Regions from separate parts of the Mus musculus genome. Here region 2 is linked to region 1. Evidence: chromatin contacts called from public HiChIP or PLAC-seq data. All regions are on one chromosome and are shown on one strand. Each heading gives the region's core, a stretch centred on a gene start, on an enhancer-like site or on the middle of the called end of the contact. The rest is flanking DNA. Distances are from core to core; before and after follow the strand shown.

Evidence for each region. HiChIP or PLAC-seq counts read pairs in DNA pulled down with a chosen protein or histone mark.
Region 2: a FOXA1 HiChIP or PLAC-seq map of pancreatic cancer cells shows a contact between it and region 1. The contact joins the enhancer-like site here to the promoter of Ndufa5 in region 1. A contact is called at or near these places in 4 of 39 promoter capture datasets (the C10 cell line, embryonic stem cells and liver), 30 of 484 Hi-C or Micro-C datasets (the AML12 cell line, the C2C12 cell line, the G1E-ER4 cell line and 17 more), 7 of 115 datasets of contacts at active chromatin or transcription factors (the 230-238 cell line, bone marrow-derived macrophages, embryonic stem cells and 3 more) and 4 of 9 other capture datasets (adipose tissue, embryonic stem cells, liver and 1 more).

Annotation. Positions count from the first base shown.
Region 1 is chr6:24,525,230-24,532,096 of GRCm38.p6, forward strand. Ndufa5 (NADH:ubiquinone oxidoreductase subunit A5) reads right to left here and starts at 2,461. Exons shown (of 5, transcript NM_026614.3): 1 at 2,297-2,461; 2 at 2,044-2,088. The coding sequence starts at 2,317. It overlaps Asb15 (ankyrin repeat and SOCS box-containing 15), which reads left to right and starts at 2,915. Exons shown (of 10, transcript NM_080847.3): 1 at 2,915-3,040.
Region 2 is chr6:24,703,187-24,710,053 of GRCm38.p6, forward strand. No RefSeq gene overlaps it. Among named protein-coding and RNA genes, the nearest start is that of Hyal6, 27 kb to the right of the region's middle. Within about 2 kb of position 4,520, at least 36 of the 459 cell types and tissues checked have an H3K27ac peak or open chromatin away from gene starts, as enhancers often do. A contact at or near this core is called in pancreatic cancer cells, trophoblast stem cells and uterus, where this site is marked.

The DNA.
Region 1 (6,867 bases), core at 1,211-3,710:
CACTATAAAGCAAGCACTTAGGAAATAAGTAAGCGGGAGAACAAGTTAGACTGCAGTGTTTTATAGCACAAGTCCAAGCACTTGGGCCTTTTTGTGGGGGAAACTAAAAGACTTAAGGACAAGGTTTGTGTTTAAGGAAAATCAACCTGGTGGTCGTGAGCTAAAGAACAATGGACACAGATCAGGAAGGGCAGGAATAAAGCTGCCGCAATGATTTGATCAAGAACAAGGACTTAAGCCGCAGTTGTATCTGATGGAAGACGAAAGAGGACAAACTGGAGACTGCTGCAGAAAAATGCAGCACAATTCACTACTAGGATAAATATGAAAGTAGAAGGTTTTGATATCAATAACAACATCCAAATTCAGAGCTGGGGACAGAACAATTCATATACCATCAAGAGACATTCAACCCATAGAGGAAGAATATCTAGAAATAGAAGTGTGAGTTTTGTTGTCCACAAGTCTGAAGTTCATAAAGACTGCAAGAAAGCCACTCAGTATTCACTATGTACTATGTACTAGTCAGAGTTCTAGCAGTGAACGCAAAATAAAGTCTTTGTGAAACCTGGAACAGACATGTCAGTGGAGCGTGGTCTGTTAAGTCATCTGGACAACCCCTAAAATAGAAAGCCACGGGAGGGTTTTAAAGAAAGATTTGCATACCCAACATGTTTTAGCACTTGCAAACCAGCTGAAAGAAAGCAGGGAAAAGCAGTTACAAGAGAAATGTAATTGTCACAGGGATAAGGATGGTGGCAGAAAAAATGGCAGCAGCCAAGGAGGTGATGAGATGTGAACAGAGGCTGCATAACCCAGGGGTCAACCCAGAGGATTTTCTTAGTGGCAAGTGAGGTGTGGGGTCATGCAAGCAATCCAGGACCATTTCAAATGAGACATCCCAGCTGGCTATGCTAACCCTTACCTAGCTGCCTGACACAAGTGAAGATGTCAACTAAGAGCATGTGTGTAATACATACATACACACACATGACTATAAAAGGTCAGTACTTGATATGGAAATATAAACGTTAACTGTTGTCTGTACCCCATGAGAGCCAACCTAAACCTAAAACCTGTCTAAGAGCTAGGTCTTCAATACTACAACATGGGGAAATGAAGGAACAACTGGAAAAGGCAAATAATTAGGGGGAAAGAAACAATAAACAATAAAACAAACAAACAAAAATCCCAAACTAAGAAACTTCGAAGCTCTGACATCCAGTAAACAAAGTACTTAATGCAGATTATCAAGAGTGTCAAAAATGCTTCACTTGGGTCAATGTGAGGGCACAGAGGGCAAAGGTGCCTGCCAACAGCCCCGTGACCTGAAAGATCCCCAGGATCTACAAGGTGCAAGGAGAGAGCCAACTTCAGAAAGTTGTTTTCTGACGGACAAACACTGGCATGCACACAAATAAATAAACGTAAGGATATTTTCAATGCCACTTTCGGTACAATTACGAGAAATGTGAACTGACTAGCAAATTTAGCATCACTGGTAACTCCTTAAAAAAAAAAAGTTTGGGCCTCGCTTAAGTGTACTCAAGGAGTAAGAGACAGTGAGCACTGACAACGCTTTCGAGTTATGTGTGTAGACGGGAAGGAAAGAAATGGTGCAATTGCTGAAAGGGGGGATAAATCACAGTGGTTTTGTTTAGGTTTGTTTGGTCTTGGTTGTTGTTTATGTTTCCCCAATGGATACCGAAGGAGGCAACCATGAGGACGACAGGGTCAGCCAGTGTGCGAAAGGCAAGGCAGAAATGTCGGTAGGGAAAGGATGGAAAATGAAAATGCGACTCTGAAGGGAGCTGAGAATACTCCACACCACTGACGCTAAGAGAATGCCGTGAAGAAACGCGTCTTAATTAAGAGGTCACGGCGAAGGCAAAAGGAGGCATTGCAAAAAGGATGCCACGGGGTCAGCGAAGCTCAGCGCTGCCCCGGAGGCCAGAGCTCACGGGGGTCTCGTTAATCTTGCAAGGGCAAGTTCGGTCGATCACAGTCTTGCTTGAGAAGGACGACACAAAAAGTCGCACTTACCTCGTGTGGAGTGTCGCACACCGCCAACCCCACCAGGCCAGTTGTCTGTGCAGAGACAAAACAGGACCGTGATGTTTACCGTAATCCCCTGGTTAGCCGACCCTCCCGACACAACTACGCACCCTGTCGCCCCCTGCCAGGACAGCGGAACACTCCCCCAACCCCTCCTCTTAGCGTCTCTGCCCACCGATGAGGGAGACGCGGCTGCCTACGGTCCCCATTCGCAGCATCACGGTGACCTCCACACGCTCACCTTTTTCAGCAAGCCCGCCATGACAGCGTCCAGCGCCTCCAGCGCACAGCCCTCTGGGAACCTTTCCCAAGCCCGCTCAATCGAGCGTCGATGCTGCCCCTGAGTCACCTAAGAACACTCTTGGCTCCAACCGCTCGGGCTGGGTAGGGGCAGCTCCCGCCCACCTAGGAGAGGTAGATTTGCGCCTGCGCAGCTCACACAAGCGGCTCCACGCAGGGCTTTGGTGTAGTAGAGACCGACTGACGTCTCTGAGTACTAAAGGTTAAGAAAAGCGCTACGCTACGGAAAAACTTGCAACGTAGTCACTGCAGGGACTTTGATTTTGCTCAGCCTTCGACTGCTATTTTACCCGGACTTCCTCAGGTTATGGAAATGAGGGTGGAAGCAGGCCTGAGCACCATGAAGAATGCTTTCCCTCCACGTGTGTGAATGCATACTCATAAGTGGAAATTATAAAGTGGAATTAACCATCTGATGCATCCGTTTTCTCTTGAGGAGACTGATGAATGAAAGGTTATGAAGTCGTAGTCTTTGTTCCAGTGGGTGTTTATGAGGTCATAGTCCCTGTTCTCTGTCCCTCCAGATCCCAAGAACATCTGTCATTGTTGAGTGTGTTCTAGAATGTGGAATCATGGCTTTATAAAAGATGCATGTGTTCTTTGTAACTTTGGATTCAAGCGTCTGCATGGCAGTATTTGCTAAAGACATCGAGAGTAGACAGACTTGACTGATCCAGGCTATGAGGTACTACAAAACGGATTGCTTCCATGCGGTACAAAAATAAGTAGATTTCTGAACCAACCTGTTGTAGAGGGCCACACTGAATGAAAGCTTGCTAGTGGTATTCTAAGCTAGAGACAGTAGAATTCGCTATAAAGGGACACATCCCGTGGCATCTGTGATATCAGAAGGGGATCTAGGAATGCATTAACAAACATTGCAAGAATAGAATGTTCTGGGTTCGCAGGTGGTAGAAGTGCACTGTATGGCCGACCCAGAGGAGTAAATGTCCCAGTTCTAGGAAAGGCGGATTTTAGGAAAGTTTGAAAATGCCAGAGAGGAGTTTGAGGCAGGAGAACTAGAGCCAAGCTCTCGACCTACTACATCTTACAGAATTTGCTCTTCAGGCCCTCTAACCTCCAACCTGAGCTGGAGCCTGTGGTTCTGCTTCTCAGTGGTTAGAGGCTTTATCGTGAGAGGTTCCATCTTAACAAAATTAGGTAGTTAATGAAATCCAGGGTTCTGATTCAACAGAGGAAAACAAAACAACAACAAAAACAAACAAACAAACAAAACTAGGAGAAACAACTGAAAGAGAGTGTCTTGGTGCCCAGGTAATGGTGAGGACATTTGCCCGAAGGGACATAACTTATCATTCCTGGCTTGTACCAGAAGTGATAACAATGCCAAACCAGACAGTTTACACCCCTCTCCAAAACCTAACTAGGCCTGTTTGAGTCATTAAGTTAACCACTTGGAGATTTTCTCTCATACCATTTGTTCAGAAAGAGGTTCAACAAAATTAATGAGTAAAATTGTCCAGTGTGACCATTTTCAAAAGGAATGAGCAGGGCACAGCCTGTCTCTGAGAGGGTGGTATTTATGTGGAAATGTGAGACCGAGTAAAGAACTGTTGTTACACAGAACCAGCTAAAGGATGCTGCATCCTGAAGGAACAGTCAGTGTAAGCATCCATGCTTCACTGAAGAATGATACTCCAGACTCTAATAGTATATAAGCACAAGGTGTTTTATTCTGCAGAAGTCCAGCATGTTGGAATCGCCCATTACCAAGATAGAGAGACAAGCAAGTGTACTCACAGGCCTGATTTAAAGCACATTAGGGCATTCTGGGGTAGATGACCCTTATCTTACTCCATCTCTAGGGACATTCCTTTACTATCTTGGGGGCTGGAAGCTGTTGCTGAGGAAGTAGCTGAGGAGGTCTGGGAACTGCTGCTGACCTCATTGTCCTTGCCTCAGGCCAGGTGGCAGGACAGTTTCTGAGGCCTGGACTTGCTTGGAATTGCCCAGTTCTTGGAAACAAAGATTTAGGCCTAGTCTCCTTAACTGCCACTCTGAAGCCTGACATGAGATCAGCCTAGCCTTCTCATCAGAACAGAGTCCTGTTCCCTGGACAGTTTCAAGGCCAAAATCACTTAACCAGAGCATCTCGTGGATAAATGAAAAACCTTCAACTGTCAGATCGCTCTGACTAAACTGCATTCTCCCACCTTTCACTCTAGCCAAGCCTACTTCTTTGGAAATTTTCCACTAAGGAAAAAAAAGAAAGAAACAATAACAAAAATGTTATGTTTACTAACAGCACTGGTCAAGACATTTAAAGAGCAGTACAATGGGGTAACAAAACAGTGTGGTGCCTGCTTTCAGAGGTGACAGGGAAATGAAGATGATCTGGGTTAACCACTGGGGCTAAGAAACATCAGAACCTCCCTAATTCTTCCTAAAATTATATATAAGCTTTTACAATGGTACAGGGTGGAATTCTCATACTAATCCACATGTTTTGAAAGCCTGGGTAAATAGTGTAATCATATTCTCCCCCACTACCTCAAAATGTCATAGTGAACATAGCTTTGGGGTCTAAGAGCTTCCTTGCTTGTAGTATACAATATTAAATAAAACAGAATATATAACGTATAATGAAGAAAGAAATAATCTTAGGAGTCTTTATATTTAAACAACTTGTCCTTTCTCTGCTACATATAATCCTGTGATACAAATATAGTTGAAGCATCTCAAATGCTGCCTCTTCCGGGTCCAGTTAATCCATGAGCCATACAGCTTTTTGACCAGCAGGTGGTGACAAAAGTTAATGACAATCTTCCATCACTTAGATAATGGAGGATTTTGCTGGTTGTTTTTTGTTTGGGGTGTGTGTGTGTGTGTGTGTGTGTGTGTGTGTGTGTGTGTGTGTTCTTTTACATGTTTTGGCACAGTCTTTGTGATGAAATATTGTCCGTACAGCATAAAAGAGTCTGGCCCAGAATATCTCAGCATCGTGTAGGTGGTGGGGGAAGAAAGTCCGTTTCAAAGTATCAGGGACTCAAAGCCCACGTGGCATTCAAACAATCATAGCTAATAGCAGTCAGTAACTAAAGAAGACTCGATCTTGTGACTTTGTATGTAACTTAAGTGTGTCCCATCACATGCATTTTTAATACAGACTGTGAGACTGACTTACGGGGCTGGAGAAATAAGGTGTTAAAGGAGTCAGTGCGTTGTCAGAACCTAGAATGAGAACGGGCTGGAGAAAGGTGCATATATTACAGTGTAATCCTGCTGAGCAAGAGGTATGGCAGGAATGTTCACAGCAGCTCGACACCAAAGGATGGGGAGGAAGGAAATTAAGTGGACTATACATCATATCTTAAGAGCATAGCTGTTTTTGTTGGCTGTGGGGAGCTGGCCAAGAGACTCTTAGGGAAACTGGGAGGGAAGCAAACCAAACAAAACTGTTTCTTGTAACTTCCCAGTTACAAGACCAAGGATGCAGCAGGGAGTATGGCCTGGAGAAAAAGACTTAAGTGATTTAGACAACTAGAAAGATGCAGCAAATAATGTATCTGTGAGGGACAATGCGTTCTGATGGGGCATGGTTAAATCTTGGCCAGCTCCTAGGTGCTTCCCTTTTTCACACCGTGTGATTCCTCCTGGTGGTTTTCATTCCCTCCTTTCACAACAGGCTGCTGGGCATGCTGTCATTCTTGGACCCGTGTGAGCCCTCCGGGCTTGCTTCTGCTTAGTAATCGTGTCCCCTCTTACAGACTGTTTAAGAGAGGACCAGGCAAAGCTGAATATAATTGGAACCTGCCTCCGACTCTCCTCACTCTGGCAGATGTGCTTTGTGCTTACACGTCTCTCCCTGTCCCTTGAGGTTTGAAATTAGTTTTAGCATGTTTACATCTTACTAATTTAACCGAACAGCAAAAAGCTGTCATTGCTTTGCTTGGGGGGCAGGGGGGAGGGGTAGGGAGGGGTAAAAGGGAAGGAAATTACAAACTTAGCCATATGATTCCAACTGAATTTTATTCAATAGTCACTTTTATAAATCTCTGATGATATTACAAACAAATGAAAGTTTTATTTTGAAGATGCATGAAAAATAAAACAAATCTATTTCCAATGATTCTTAATTCAGTGCTCAGTCTCTTTACTCATTCAGTCTCTCCCAGAATGTCCCTTGGAGTCACTTTATCTGTTGTTTCTTATGTGGAAAATTGGCCACCAAACCCTATCTTCTCTTGTTTGGCTGGCTGAGTACTTCTCCCTACACTGTTCAAGTTTCTCAACACTTTAAAACTACTTCTAAGTAGCTCACTAACCCAGATACCTTCCAAGGCACTGACACGCCGACCTTGAAGGGAACTAGAGTCCTCTGAAGGTTTATTCAAACAGAGAATGCTGGACCTCAGCCAATACCTGTCCCAAACTGTACCGCCCCCAGCCCCCCAATCCAAGTTTCTGATGCTTTTCAGGGTTTTGAAGTCTAGGGTAAGACCTAACTGTGAGTTTCTAACAACTTTCCAGATGATAATGTTAGGAAAGGGG
Region 2 (6,867 bases), core at 3,270-5,769, 180 kb after region 1:
ATTAATTACAGTCCTTTATAGTTTATGTAATGATCTTCTACTGAGTTTAAACTCATTTATCTTGGCTTATTTATCTGAAGTGTGAATACCCACTGTTTATTGATTTGGCCTTTGGGAGAATCTTACAGAAGTTTTCAAAGTGAAAGCAGAGCTAATAAACACACTGATTTATTTAGCTCATTTGTGATGGGTTTCTTGGGAGATTGTTACATTAACTTATTTACCATATTGTTACATTGATGTGATCAGTTGCTCTTGTTAAACAAACAAGCTGCCAAACATTATTTCCACAGTGGATTTGAGCAAGCCAATTGCAGCCAAGAGCCCAGCTTCACTATTCTTCCTCTTACCAACTGCACAGGCTTGCTCTATCTATCTGTGCAGCTATTTGCCCAGGACAAGTTATTGAATCTCTTGAAGCCTTAGATCCCAATTTTACAAGACAGGGAAGAGCACTGCCTCAAAAACATGAGAATCGTATCAAAAGAGGGTTACTGAGGCTAGTAGCTCAGTGGTGCAGGTTTTAAAATGAAAGAACTATATAAAGCAGTGTTTGAGAAACACTCAGTATAGTGACTGTCACTTGGAAAATAAGAAATGTCAGCTATTGTGGGCTTCCTTTTTTTTAAGTTACTAGTAAAAGTTTCCTGAGATTACTGAATAAGAACAAATGAAATCATCTTGATGGCCAGCAGAAAGTATCAAAGGGACTTTCTTTTGAAGACGGTAACCAGGAGACAGGCAGCCAGAACTGTGATGTGCTATACGTGTAAAACGCACACCAAGTTTCACAAGTGTGTCTGAAAAAGAACCTCAAACAGCTCATTAATATTTTTGTGCTGCCTTGTGTCGAAATAATAACACTATGGCGTGCTGATTTAGCTGTTGTTAAAGTAAACTCTCTTTGTTTAAAGAACTTAAGGCGTCTATTGAACATACACTGTTGAGTTGTGCCGCTCCTGGGGTTTCTAGGGACAGTGACTAGCCTGGAACGTGGGTTACCTTTTAAGTGGTGGTTCTGTCATGAGACTTCTTGCACTTCACATCAAAACCTGAGAACTGTTATCATTCCCTCCTTGGACTCATTTACCATGTGCTCTATCCTCAAAACATAAGAGAAAGAAACCATCGTTGATCTTGTAGTCTCAATGTTTTGAGTGGGATGTCTTTCGGGCAAGAAGATAGCATTCTTTATTTATCATCTGAACTGCTAAATGAGTAATTCCATTGTGTGCTATTCTCCCCAGCAGGATAATCTTATCATTCAAATTAAACAGATGAAAGAAAAGAGCTGTATAAATATTGAGGACCCTTGAGTTAAAGTTAAAAAACATACAGCATTAAGTCTAATGTTCTCACGACCATAGCTGTTGCTGTTATTATCACCACAAATACAGATATCGGATATGGATTAGCATAAGTTTTATAACTTGATTACTTTAGTGTGGCTTTTCATAGTCTATTCCAAAGTAAACAGATCTCTTAAGAGCAGAGTTATCTCACATCCTGGTTTCCCTTGCACAGTCTCAGTGTGAAACCGTCTGTCTATCATAATTCATAAGAGTTTTCCCTCTCTCTTAAAATTGTACTAGTATGGACAATAAATTATATTAACATCCTTCACAAGAACCCTCTAGGTAAAAGGACACTGTCAAAAACATCAGGAAATACAACATATTCCACTTACATTCTAGAAATGGGTATGTATTGGCATCAAAGAATTGATAGGCTTGCTTAATTTAGGTTGAGTCTGTGTTTCCTAAGTTTATTTCATGGTGTGATTCTTCTTTCATATAATATTTATTAGTATTCCATAGAACACATTTACAACAGTGCAGAATAAATGTTCTTTAGCTAATGGATTTCTAGTTTAGGCATAGAAGAGCCATATATGAGCCTTTTATAATTAACCTCTCACTTTTTCTAGGGTATGACAATGAGATAAACGTTTACCTGCTTAATAAAAGATCATGGACTTCGAGTTTATCTCTGATATCTAGATTATATTTTTTTTTCAGTAAAAATGTGGTGGTTTGAATGAAAATGGTCCCCCATAGGCCCATAGAGAGTGGTACTTTTAGGAGGTGTGGCCTTGTTGGAGGAAGTGTGTCACTGGGGGTGAGCTTTGAGGTTTCAGAAGACCAAGTCAAGCCACATGTCACTCTTTCTTTCTGGTGCCTGCAGATTAAGATGTAGAACTCTCAACTCCTTCTCCAGCACCATGTCTGCTTGCTTGCCACCCTGTTTCCTGCTATGATGATAATGGAGTGACTCTGTGAATTATAAAGCCAGCCCTAATTAAATGTTTCCCTTTATAAGAGTTTCCTTGGCCACAGTGTCTCTTCACAGCAACAGAAACTCTAAGACACATACCAAACTGAGGGTTGTAAAGAAATCTCTCTCTCTCTCTCCATACACACACACACACACACACACACACACACACACACACACACACACATATATATATATAATGACCTTTATCCTAACTGTGAATTAATAAGAGGGTTGGTTTGCCTCTACTGTGTAATGTCTGTTTCTTATATTTTTTTAATCTTTTTTTTTTTTTTTTGGTTGATTGTTTTCATGGTTGGAATTCTAGACCTCATCAGATTACCAAGTGGCAGAGTGCTAACTAGTAGAGCAGACTGGTAAGGCACACGCTGTGAGGACACGGAATTCTTTGCCATCTGGACCCTCAGGTACGAGAATGTGGACATCAGAAAAGGCTTGCCTTTGGGTCTTCTGGGTGGTGTAAAAGAAAGATTCTGTTTGAATTGCAGTGAGACTGACGAAATCACCAGCTTCAAGTTCTATCAGCAGCCAATTTGGAATCTCATCAGGGATGGGCCAAACCTGTACAAGCCTCTGGCGGTCTATTTCTGGGTTCCACTAAGGACAGGCATGCAGGCTTAGATAAGCAAGGATAACATGCCTGGAAGGAAGATGTGGCTCTCGGTAGGCTAATCAGAGGATACTGAAGGGCTATGACTTACCAGTACCTGTGCCTGAAGGGAAATGACTTCACAAACAAGACAACTGGAGCGTTTTATGGAACACAGCCACAGGCTGAAGGTATATAAGGAGGCTGAAGTTCCTGGCTAACCAGGTGGACACTCCAAGCATCTAAAATCCAGCCACATGGTGAGGAGCCTGTGTCAGTCCCTGAGTCTGAATTACTGTGACTACTAAGTATTTGGGATTAAACAAGCTTAAGGGGAAGAAAGCTTGCCTCACAGTTCATATGGTTTCGGGCCATAGTCACTGAGATCCACTGATTTGGGAAATGAGGTAAAAGAGAACCATAGTGGGGACACTTGATGGAGCAGAGCTGGGTTAGCTAATGGTGGATAAGGCGTGGGGGGGGGGTGGCTTGGGACAATTTATATTCCTTAAAGGAATGTCTCAGTGATCTACTTCTTCCTCTGAGCTCTACCTCCTCATTGTAGCCCATTCAGCTATGAATCCACCAATGAAATTCATGGATGATTCATTGATGTATCTAGCACTCTCACCATCTCATCACTTTGATTCTAATCTAGCTTTAAATACATGGCCTTTGGCAAGAATACTATTGCATACCATAACAGAAGCCTTTGAGGCTAAGAAGGAGAAGAGGAGGCAGAGACCCCGTCTCCTGAGTCTGCACATCATGGCCTTTGTGGTTAGGTAAAGTCAATCGTGAGAAACAGAATAAAACCAACGAACAAAAATAACATTGCATCTGCTAAAATTCAATGCCAAGGCACAGAGATGGGATTATTCTACTAGCTCCAGGATCATTGTGAAATATTTTTTTCTCAGGGGAATGCTAGGTGACAAAAGCCTTGTAGAAAATTAAAATGTCAGCTAACTGAGGTGTTTGTGTCTTCACGAAGAGAACTGTATAGAGCAGCAACCTAAGATAAGTGTGGATAAGCCGTGAGCTGCTGGGGGCAGGTTAAGGAGACAGAGAAACAAAAGGAGACTAAAATCTGACCTCTGGTTTTAACTACTCTGACTATAAGATAGCAGGCAGTCAGTCCATCGTGATATAACACAAAGGGCAGCAAAACCTTTAACAGCTTGAAGAGAAACTTCCTTAGGTGTGCTAACCCTGCACCCGAGAAATAGTGACTCACCACCATGAGCAACAGCCCTTGGACACACCCTTTCAATAAAAGGAGTAGGAGTCTCATAAACTATTTTAGCAAGAACTTCCTCAAGTACAAACTTGGCCACTCTGTGGAGTGTGTGTGTGTGTGTGTGTGTGTGTGTATACGCTCGTGCATTTACATTATAGCAACATGATATTTCTCTAAATAAAAATTCAGTTCTGGCCTTTGAATATCATTTACTTTTCATCAGTAGAATAAGAAATTTTACTGTAGTTTTAGTTCTTTGAAGTTTATCTTTAGAAAATGCTTTCATTTCAGGCTATTTATGACAATAAGTTGTCAGACGCCCTAGTCCAAACTACAAGGTAGCCAGGGCCCCAGTGCAGACATTTTAGCTAGCAGTGACATCACAATTAGGCTTATATACCTTGCTGTGAGGCTCATATAGAACCTTACATTTTTCACTAGCAGGGACACCACTCACTTGGCTCAACTAGAACATGTGCCACAGGCCTCAGTGTGACCTCACTACAGGGCTGGTCAGGGGAAAACAGAAGTTTCGAGGTTTCACAGCTGCTGACAGAGTCCCTGGAAAGGATTATTTTGGAATATTTCTATTTTGCTAAAGAAGGGAAAGAGACCAGTCGGAAATAGGAAACCAACAAGAAAACAAGACTGTCAGCATTCAAAACTGATTACTGTGGAGTTACTTTGTGTCAAGGAAAAAAACAAACAAACCACAGAGTTCCAGAAACTTCTTTAGTGAGGATTCTTTTAAAGAGCTTTTGTTGAGTGTATTTTGCTACAAATGAATATACTTACCTTAACTCTGTAATGAGCCTTGATTTGTTCTTGCCAGTTTTCACTGTGGCTGCCAACTCCATGGGACATAAGGACCATGTTTCCAGGAAACTCTCGCAGTGGCAAGGCAGGGTTATGTGGCCATCATTCTTTAGTGCTGTAAATACTTTAGAATGGAGTCAGCAGCTCCCGAGCTGTGACATCCTCCAATCTGGCGACTAGCAGGCTGTTAATTATGCCCGACTCCCTGAGTTCAGGAAAGGAAGCGTTCTTCTCCTTAGTCCAAACCAGTGGGTGCTTTACTCTCAGTCTATCATTCGCTTAAACAGTTGTGGCGTGAGCATCTATTACATATTAAATGTGTTGGTTTTTTTTTTAGAGTGCACAAAACAAAACAACCTCTCACTGGGATTAGACAGCCACAGTGCCTATTTTATGGGATTGTAGGCAATATGTAAATTGTAATTCAGAAGATTGGCATTCAATTTTCTACTTATTTAGCATTTGATGGCTAACCTACCTTGAGCTGGATAAACTCCTTAGTCTTAGCTTCCCCATCTTTAAAATGGGAACGATGATACTTATATCATAATGATCTGAAGATTGCAAGAGAATGTGGGGCAAAGTATCTCACTGAGGCAACAAGGAGTCCAACTTCTCTTTCCCAAACATACCTCTGCCTCCCCTTGGTCTTTGTAGGTTCTTGACCTCTGAGCTGAATGAAAGTGTGGGGCCATGAAGTACAGAATGCTGACCTACCAAAGTGCTGTGCAGTAGATTAAACTGAAAACGTTGCCAGTATGTGCAGCCTCCGACTGTTATCCTCCAGAAAGCAAAAACTTTCAGTCCCTTGTTTCCAAAAGAGTCAAGTGCTTGCACAGAAATAAAAAGACAAAACAAAGCCATCCTTGCAAGAATCACCTACCTTTTCTAAGCTTTCTTGTATACAAGCAGTTACATAATAGTCCTAATCCCAGGATCTGAAATTCTGTCCTGCAATACTCCTTAACAGGGACAGGTCTCATTTAAACCTTTTTTGAATGAATTTTAACTTATTATTTGACGTTTCCACACATGTGTACAATGTAGCTTGATAATATCCATCCATATTCCTTTTCTCCATCTTAACTTCTCCTGCCTATGCCAATATTTCTTTCTTCCAACTTAATATCCCACACCCCCTTTTAAAAAATAATTCATTGAGTCCAATTCCTGCTGCCCATAGGCATATGGGTGTGGAACCATACACTGGGGTAGGGAAAGTCTACCAGAATTTAAAATTTTAATTTTGGAATATGCTTCTCAATGGTCATACTCCAAACTTGACTATTCCTTGACCAAGAAGAGTCAGGCAGTAAGCGTCTTGGTTTCAAAGCCAATCATCGATTACTGACACTTTGTTTTATATCTGATAGTGCCTATAACCCATGATGGTCTAGATGTCTCTGAGCAGCCAAGGATTTCTTTGTACACTTGATCTTTTGCCTCGGTTCCTGAAGAATATATTACACACATACACCAATATGCCTACTAAATGGGAAATGGGATATGGTCATATATTCTACCGACTTAGCTATAGCCTCAGCTCCTAGAATTTTTATTATGATTTTTATATCCTCTAAATGCTCAACAACTGCTTTGGTTCAATTAGATGCCAGCTTATGTTTACCAACAATGCCCAGGGTTTCTTGTATTCATTATGATTGATTCCATGCGTGCCCACCTCCACACATGCAGGCCTTACTGTGTTTACGATACTTTTCACACAATTAAAAAACCCTCAGCTCTTCTATGATACTACCTTTTCCTCCTATTCAATACAATGAACTATAAAACTATCTGCTTCTACAATAGCAGCCAAGCAAAATAAATAGAATGTTAAATATATGCGTTAGTTTTTTTTTCCTTTACTGTTCAAACTTACATTTTATAAATTGTTTTATTTACATACATTTCAAATATTATTCCT